Regions from separate parts of the Mus musculus genome. Here regions 1 and 3 are each linked to region 2. Evidence: chromatin contacts called from public promoter capture Hi-C data. All regions are on one chromosome and are shown on one strand. The core of a region is the stretch at or near the end of the contact, and the rest is flanking DNA. Distances in the headings are between cores, read along the strand shown. Region 1 holds the start of Fbxo34 (F-box protein 34). Region 2 holds the start of Styx (serine/threonine/tyrosine interaction protein). Region 3 holds the start of Dlgap5 (DLG associated protein 5).

Region 1 (2,811 bases), core at 173-2,672, 2.1 Mb before region 2:
TATGTAACTGCTTCTGGGCCCTCGTGTCACTACGGGCAGTCAAGAGATGTGTGCTTGACCGCCAGTGCGCCAGTGCTTCTATGCAGGTCTACTATCTTTTCAAAGCCTGAGAAAAATCAACATTCACAAAATCACCTGCTAAAATTTATCATTTCACATTCGGAAGCACTACTGACAAAATGTAAGTCGCCTGACCCCAAAGGTAGTCCTCAGATGTGTTATATTACGTTACAGCCTAGTCTTGGGGTGGGGGTGGGCTGCAAAGCAGAGGCTTATTGCTGAGCTATAATCACAGAAAAAAACAAATGTCCCTGATAAAACGGGGGAGGGGGGGGCAAGAAACACCAGGATAAATTACATCATCGGGGGATTATTATTTAAGAAAAATGTTGGATTGATTCAAGCTCCCCTTCTTTGCAAGACAAAGTTCATTCAAGATCTGCTTGCCTTGGTCATTCGCTAACAAGCAGATCACTGGCAAAAAAAAAAAAAAAAAAGATAAAGCCAACTAAATTATCAGCCCTCCAGTTGGTTCAGCCCCCGCGCACCCTTTCCCAGCAACTGCTACATCAAACCATCAAACTGAGTTTAGCTTCCTGAAGGCACAGTGAACACCCTAATACCCCTTCCACGCCCAACCCCCAAGATCCCTCATATCTAAACCGAATGTCCTTAAACTGTACTACTACCGATGCTCTCCGAAATGAAGTTTAAGCACCTGACAATTATTACATCCAAACTGTACGAAGCCGAGATCCCAAGATTTTGGTTCAAATCTGCTAGGACCGAACTTCCTTTTTCTCCCCGCGGGTCCTCCCAGCCCTTCCGCGCGCCAAGGTCGCCACTCGGGGCCTGCAGTGACATCACGGTCTGTCTCGGTAGAGCCCTGACATCACCCGCACGCCGAGCCTCGGCACTGTGACCTCACCACCGCAGGCTCGCACGCCAGGGCCCCCCGGGGAGGGTGGAGGAGACGCGCCGCTCACCTGCACGGGGACACCCGGAGCCCCGCGCCCCGCACGCAGCCCACCCGCGGCGGCCTAGCTTGGGTCGCCGGACTCCGGGCCCAGGGAGCAGCCGGGCGCACGACCTCGGGGCCAGGCCGCGAGGACGGCTCTCTGGAGGACGCTGCGGCGGCGGCACCCCGAGCACGGCGAGCCGCGGTCCCCGCCCCCAACGTTCGGCCCTGCCGCGGGGAGCAGCGGGAGCCGCCACGGTGTCCACCTGCCCCGCGCCCCGCAGCCCCGCGCCCTCGCCCGGCCCACCTGTGCTTCTGCCGGGCCAGGGCCTGGCCCGGGGCTGCGGCAGCCCGATGCGGCGGCGGCAGGCCTGACTCGCTCCCCGACACTGAGGCGGACCAGGAGCTCAGCGCTGAGCGGCGGAGCCCAACGCTCGCCCCGAAACCCATTTGTTGGCTAAACCGGCGTGACATCACGCGCCGGCCCAATCGACGGTTGCCCGGGGGCGGGGCCGCAAAGCCTGCGTGCGCCAGCGCCCCCTGCGGGCGGCCGCGAGCGCTGTGGGGAGAGATGGGAGCTGCCAGGACAAGCGCCTACAAGCCTGGTGTGGCGGGAGATTGGGGAGTTTGAGTGTCACTGCACAACAAGGACCCTAACCCTAGAGCACAGTTAGAGTGACAAGTTCATTAACACTCCCAGGTGCTCCAGAAGCCTTAATACGTTTGACCCTGTTAGATATCCAACATGTCTGGGTTCTAATCTTGGTTCTACCACTAGCGTATGGTTCTATTTCAATTTTTATTTTTATTTATTTTATTTTATTTATTTATTTATTTATTTATTTATTTAGGAGACAGAGTTTCTCTGTATAGCCCTGGCTGTCCTGGAACTCACTTTGTAGACCAAGCTGGTCTCGAACTCAGAAATCCGCCTGCCTCTGCCTCCCGAGCGCTGGGATTAAAGGCGTGTGCCACCACACCCGGCTCATCTATTTCAAATTTTTAAAATGAGCTATTTAGCAAGCCCATGGCCCTGGGTTTGATCCTGATGTCCTACACACTGGGCATGTTGCTTCATATCTGTAATCCCAGAGTTTGGGAGGTGATGTCAGGTGCGCCACAGGTTCATGGTCACCCTCAATGGCAAAGCAAATTTGGGATCAGCGGGAGCAGGGCGCGGGTCCTCTCTGTTAAGAACACTGGCTGCTCTTCCAGGGGAATTCAATTCCCAGCACACCACAAGGTGGTTCGAAACTTGTCTGTAACTGCAGCCTCATGGAATCAGACGTCTTTTTCTGGCCTCCACAAACACTGCATGCACGGAGACAAAACACTATACACATAAAAAAAATTTTTACAAAAGAATATATTTTCCATAAAATTATGGCAGAAGTACCTACCAGAAAGTACATAAACTTTAAAGTTAAACTGCTAATCTACAAGAGCCTTGTAAACTTATCAGTGAAAGAAAAAAAAAAAAAAACAACAACAACAAGAAGACTCAGCACTTAAGAGCACTAGCTGCTCTTCTAAAGTACCCAGGTTCAATTCTCAGCACTCTCGTGGTGGCTCACAATTATCTGTTACTTCAGTCCCAGGGGATCCAAGACACACATCTGGTGCACACATGTGCAGGCAAAATAGCTATACACACAAAATTTTTTAAACAGCCTCACATCAGAAAATAAAAAACCTCTTGTGAAACGTGTGTGTGAAGTCTTAAAGAATCAAAATGTAGAAATAGGACCAGTGAGATGCTGCAGCAGATGAAGGTACTGACACTAAACCTGACACCCTGAGTTCAATCCCTACGACCCACCTGGTAGGATGAAAAGATGTCCTCTACATGTGGG
Region 2 (2,888 bases), core at 342-2,841:
TTACATGTATTAGTGTTTTGCTTTTGTGCATGTATGTATATTATGTATGCCTCAACCATCACTACTACAAATAAGAAAGAGAATCCTTCAAATGACAGTAAGTCACTTGGGAGAACAGGGGACATTCCTGGGTACACAAGACCTTGTCTTACAAAGTTCCAGGACAGCCAGGGCTACAAAGAAACCCTTTCTCAAAAACCCACCATCACAACAAAACAAATACAAAAAAGTGATCTGAATCAAATGAAGACATTCAATAGAATTGAGCATTTGGTATAAAGTCTCCATCTCATCTGTAACTGAGACTGGTCTCAAATTTGCTATAGAACCAAGGCTACAGTGACCCCTCCTTTCTCCTTCCACCTCCCAAGTAGAGGGGTTACAAGTGTGCCAGCCAAGAGTAGTCCCAAATACCTTTAAAACACTGAGAGATTAAGGGGTGTACACCTTCAATCCCAGCATTTGGGGTACAGAAGCAGGTGGATCTCTTTGGGTTTCAGGCCAGCCTCGTCTAGTGAGTTCCAGGACAGCCAGGACTTATATCAAACACACAAGCAAAACTCTAGAATCCTTTTTTGATCCTATTAAGTGTCACAGGTAAGAATCCTTGTCACTAATTTTAGCCTCTGGCAAACTCTAACTTAACAGTTTCTGGTACCATAAAATATTTGCAACAGATGTTAGGTAAAGAAAAAAATCAAGGTGGGGTGAAAAGAACCCTTAAATCATAAATTGGGAGAATTTTGCTCTCGATAGTACAGGCAAGATTTGTTACTAAAAATTTTCAAATTCAAAGAAGCTTAGCTTTTCTACTCCCCCCCCCCCCCCGCCCCACGCTAGTCATCGTTTTTTGTGGGTTTTTTGGTAGTGGTGGTGGTTGGTTTTTGACTTGAGTACTATTAGAGGGGTGCAATTCCAGAGTTCACGCCTCCGATCTATTCCACACGTGGGGCTGGCTATGTGTCCCGCATGTGAATCTAACATCAAGCTCAGATTAAAAACAACTCCACAGCGTGTTGCTCTGGTAAGGAAGAGTCTGTGTTCACGAAAAGCCTCAACGCCGAGGCGAGTGGTCAAGAGTACTCTCCGGGTTGGCTCCTCCGATAGGGTCCCGCGGGAGGAGGACCTCACTGACGCCCCTTCACGCCCAAGGGGAAAGGGAAGAGTCTGGGACAGTTGGGCCAGAGGCGCTGCTTGGCCGGAGACCCGGGGGCTGCCCGCGGCAGGGCGGGCCGCCGGGCACTCACCTCGGCGTCGTCTTTGCACTGCGGGAGCGAGGGGAACTCCAGTTTCACGTCCTCCATGGTCCCAGGGCCCCGGTGGGTGGGCGCGGTGCGCCCGGCCGCCCTCCGGGCTGGCAGAGGCGACAAGGGAAGGAGGGCGGGCGGGCGGGCGAGCGGTGGGGGGGCTGACGCGCGGCAGGCTCACAGCAAGCACTCGCGGACCACAGGATCCAAGCGGCTGCGACAGGAAGGCGGAGGGCAGGGCGGTGCGCTGCCGGCCGCCATGCTGCGGCCGTGTCCCTCCCGCAGGTCTCCGCGCCCCTCAGAGAGCCGGGATCCGACCCAGGCACGAGCCCATAACCGTCTCCTCCCGCCCCAGCCCACGCGGCCCAGCCAATCCCAGCCCACGCTCGCCGACGGCCCGCCCCCGCCGCCAGGTGTCAGCGCGCCTCCGCCCCGCCCGTCCGCGAGCGCGCAGACGCGGGGGGAGGAGCTTCCCGCAGGGCGGAGCTGCGGCCGTAGGGGAGGAGCGGTCGGGGCCAAGGCCTTCCCAAATGGGATGGGAGTCCGTCCCTTCAAAGTGTCCTCCACACTCAGAGGAATGCTGCTCGATCCAATCCGTGGGGGAAGTCATAACCAAACAGGAAGAGTTCAGCTTAAATTCATGTTAGACTACGAAAAAAACAAAAACAAAAAACCCCGAGATACCCATCATCTTTAAACAAAGTAGAAAGTGGCCTCTTAGGTATACTCCGGAGTGTTAACAACTCAAATTATCCAGAAAATTTCAAGAAAATGATTCTTAAAAAAAGTCATCAGAAATGTAAATGATAGTTTACTTACTAAATTGTATTCGGTACTCTTTAAGATTTCTCCGAGCCTATTTTTCAACATAAAAGATGATTGTGTGAGGAGCTGGCGTTAGAGTTAATAATTTTTGAAGAATATACCTTCTTCAGGGTCTCGCTATGTACACCAGGCTGGTCCTCAAATTTACAAGAGTTCTGAGATGAAATGATTAAAGGCCTGGTTTGAACTTCTGAACCACCTTTGGTCTCACTGAAGGAATCACTGAAGGCTGCAAAGTGTGTAACTAAGACTATCACTACTTTTCACTGTATTTTAACACTACTTCCTAGAGACCTCAGGACTGTCATTATCAAAAAAAAAAAAAAAAAAAATCCTTTAAAGTGGAAGGACCGCGTGTTTAACTTGGATTTCCTCTTAACTCTTTTCATGTTGTCATATATGTAATGCATGTTCAATATACAGGATAGCTGTTCAAAAATTAGGTGGCTAATTAGATGGTCTATGCTCTCTAGTGTTACATAAACTATTATCCAGCTTTAAGAATTACAAAAGGCACAGAATACCCTGCTAGTAATTTTTAATTAAAAAATAATCCAATGGCAAGTATTGTGGTAAATGCCTTTAATTCCACCACTCAGGAGAGGCAAGAAAATGTCTGTGAGTTGAGACTGGCCTAACCCACACAGTAAGTGTCCCAGGCCAGCCAGGGGTACATAGTGAGACCTTGTCTCAAAAAGAAAGGGGAAGCTGGGCAGTGGTGGCATACCCTTTTAATTCCAGCACTTGGGAGGCAGAGGCAGGCAGATTTCTGAGTTCGAGGCCAGCCTGGTCTACAGAGTGAGTTCCAGGACAGCC
Region 3 (2,786 bases), core at 243-2,742, 2.1 Mb before region 2:
CAAGACCTTCAACTAGGTGGAGCTCAAACCAGAGATGATAGGCCACTACCTGGGCGAGTTCTCCATCACCTACAAACCTGTGAAGCACGGCCGCCGCCCGGGATCGGTGCCACCCACTCCTCCCGATTCACTCCCCTCAAGTAGCCGAGGCCAATAGAGACTCAGTTTTGGGTCCCTGGGTGGTGGTGGTGGGTTAAGATTTATTTTGTTTTCTGCCTATGAGTGTTTTGCCCACAGAGGTCAGAATGTGATGGATCTTTTAGAACTGGAGTTACAGAGAGTTGTGAGCCACCACGTGGGTGCCTGGGTTTTCTGCCAGGGCAAGAAAGTGCTCTCAACTGCCAAGCAACTCTCCAGCCCCCAGTCTCAGCTATTTTAAAACAACAGTGAAACCCAAACAGGAACCACATTGTCACACACTGTTACTACGTCTTAAGGTGTCTTTTAACACCTTACAAGAACAGGTTTGTTTCCTGCAAACCATGTTTTTCAACCTATGCTGAACTTGTGACCCCATGATGTACGCCCACCCCTTTGCCTTGTTAAGTTCCTGAACACCTGTGATGACTCCCCTTCCACATGCTGTGTTCTTGCATTTATCTACCCCATAGGTAGCCTTGAACCCCGAGTGGCTCACTCTCCCGCTGGCCCAGATGCTAAAGGCACTAAGAGTCAGTTATCTCCAACGGCTCTTTTTTTTTTTTTTTTTTTTTTTTTTTTAGCAACCCTGACCCATTCCCATAAAAAGAACCTCAAAAGCCAGTGAGGGGCTGCTCTCTGAAATCTCCACTTTGGGAGACCGCAGCTGGCTGGCCAGTTTGCTTTAATCAGATATAGCTTGCTTTAATCAGCCACTCGCGAAATTGGTGTTTCTTTCCCCCATCAGATCTAACATAACCATGAATATTATGTCAGTTACCTATCTTCATCTTTCTCTTTGTATGTCCCAGAGGTCTCAGTGCTGCTATAGAGCTGCAGGCAGCTGGTCCTCTTTCCCAAGATGTTGGCAGGGAAAAAGCAAAAGCCAAACTTACAAACTCTTTCCTAATTTATCTTCCCGGTGTCTACTGGATACCGATCAGTCTACAAACACATGGTCAGCACAGCTGTCCTGGCCCAGGCGTTTTTGTTTTCTTGATATCTCATGGGATGTGTGCCTTCGTTTATGTGTCTGTTAGAAATCTCAGTTGATTTCTAAGGCAGACGTTAATTTTGCCTTAGAAAAGAAGGAGAAATGGAATAAATGATCTCGTTTAACTTAAAACCTTTGCCTTTTTTTAGCGTGGATGCTCAGCCCGTAATCCCAGCAGCACTCAGTGACAGGCAGGAGCATCTCGGTGAGTTCGAGGCCAGCCTTGTCTACATAGTGAGTTCCCAGACATAGTGAGACCTTGTCTTAAAAACCAAAACAAACAAACAAACAAACAAACACGTTTAAAAGGAAAGAAGAAAACCGGCCTGAAGAGCCAACAAGTGCGGCCCGCCCCACTGAGTTTATAGTGTGTCGCTGCCACGCCTAGCGGGTTTACCGCCTCCCTCCTCCCCCTCGCCCTCCCGCTCCCAACCCTTTGCCTTCCAAACAATTTAAATGTCGCACAGAACCAACCTATCGCAAGCCTCGTTCGAGGGGAAGGGGCGGGAGCTTCCGGAAGTGTTGGCAAAAGTCCCTCCAATCAGCGGCTGGCAGCGGGAAATTTCAGTTCCGTGAAGGGTCGGTCCGGGAGTTCCTTCTGCGGATCGGTGGAGTTTTCTGTGTTGCGACATTGTTGTGGATCCAGAAACTGCTTCAGGTAAGTGGGATCAAGAGTTCAAGGTCCTCCGTGGCTGCATACCAGCTCGAGAATGGCCTGGGACGAGACTGTCCCGAAAAAATTTAAAAATGGCCTAGGTGAGATGGCTCAACAGTTAGGAAGGAGCACTTGTTTGCAGAGTTAGCTTCCCAGCATCCCACGTAGGGCAGGTCACAAACTCCTTGTAGCTCCAGCGTCAAGAGGTCCGACACCCTCTACTGGACACCAGTATGCATCCACCCCAACACAGAAATAGACATACACATAAACAACAAGAAAAAAAACCTTTGGAAAAAATTGGCATGAAAAATGTAGATTATCCTAAAGCATTGACAGCGTATTAGAGATGAGACTCTACCCGACCTGTATGCTAGTAACCTCCCAAAATAGCCCACAAGTGTCAGTGGATTCTGCTTTTCCTGAAGACGCTGTCATTTCTCTCTAACCTGCTGTAAGTATTAGACGGAGAATCTTAAGATGAGTGCACAGGCAGGGGAGCTGACCTGAGAGGTCCACTTGACCATCACCATGACACAAGCCATTAGAGAAGAAGGACCTCAGTTGAGGAAATGACGACATGAGGTCCAGCTGTAAGGCATTTTCTCAGTTAATGATTAATGGGGAAGGGCCCAGCATCTTGTGGGTGGCAGCCATCCCTGGGCTGCAATCCTTGGTTCTGTAAGAAAGTGAAGCAAGCCAGTAAGAAGGGTCACTCTGTGGCCTCAGCACCAGCTCCTGCCTCCAGGTTCCAGCCTTGCTTGAGTTCCAGTCCTGACTTCCTTTGATGATGAATAGCAAAGTGGAAGTGTGAGCTGAATAAGCCCTTTCCTCCCCAACTTGCTTTTAGGTCATGGTGTTTTGTTGCAGCAATTGACACCCTGTCTAAGACAACCGTGTTAACAAGTTTTGCTTAAACTCTTTCTCTAGTAGTTGTGTTTGACACTTTCTCTCTTTTCCTTTTTTTCTTTTGGTGGGGAGAGGATTAAAACAAGGTTT

The links. Promoter capture Hi-C pulls out the DNA fragments that hold promoters and counts their contacts. Capture Hi-C pulls out chosen DNA fragments and counts their contacts.
Region 1: a contact with region 2 is called in a promoter capture Hi-C map of pre-B cells, with 3 times the contacts expected there. The contact joins the promoter of Fbxo34 here to the promoter of Styx in region 2. A contact is called at or near these places in 5 of 39 promoter capture datasets (cranial neural crest, hippocampal neurons, liver and 1 more).
Region 3: a promoter capture Hi-C map of liver shows a contact between it and region 2, with 2.3 times the contacts expected there. The contact joins the promoter of Dlgap5 here to the promoter of Styx in region 2. A contact is called at or near these places in 3 of 39 promoter capture datasets (cranial neural crest, embryonic stem cells and pre-B cells), 1 of 484 Hi-C or Micro-C datasets (embryonic stem cells) and 1 of 9 other capture datasets (liver).

What each region holds. Positions count from the first base shown.
Region 1 is chr14:47,471,172-47,473,982 of GRCm38.p6, reverse strand. It overlaps Fbxo34 (F-box protein 34), which reads right to left and starts at 1,422. Exons shown (of 3, transcript NM_001146086.1): 1 at 1,266-1,422.
Region 2 is chr14:45,349,889-45,352,776 of GRCm38.p6, reverse strand. Styx (serine/threonine/tyrosine interaction protein) reads right to left here and starts at 1,591. Exons shown (of 11, transcript NM_019637.3): 1 at 1,248-1,591. The coding sequence starts at 1,304.
Region 3 is chr14:47,417,113-47,419,898 of GRCm38.p6, reverse strand. It overlaps Dlgap5 (DLG associated protein 5), which reads left to right and starts at 1,492. Exons shown (of 19, transcript NM_144553.2): 1 at 1,492-1,790. It also overlaps the pseudogene Gm8353.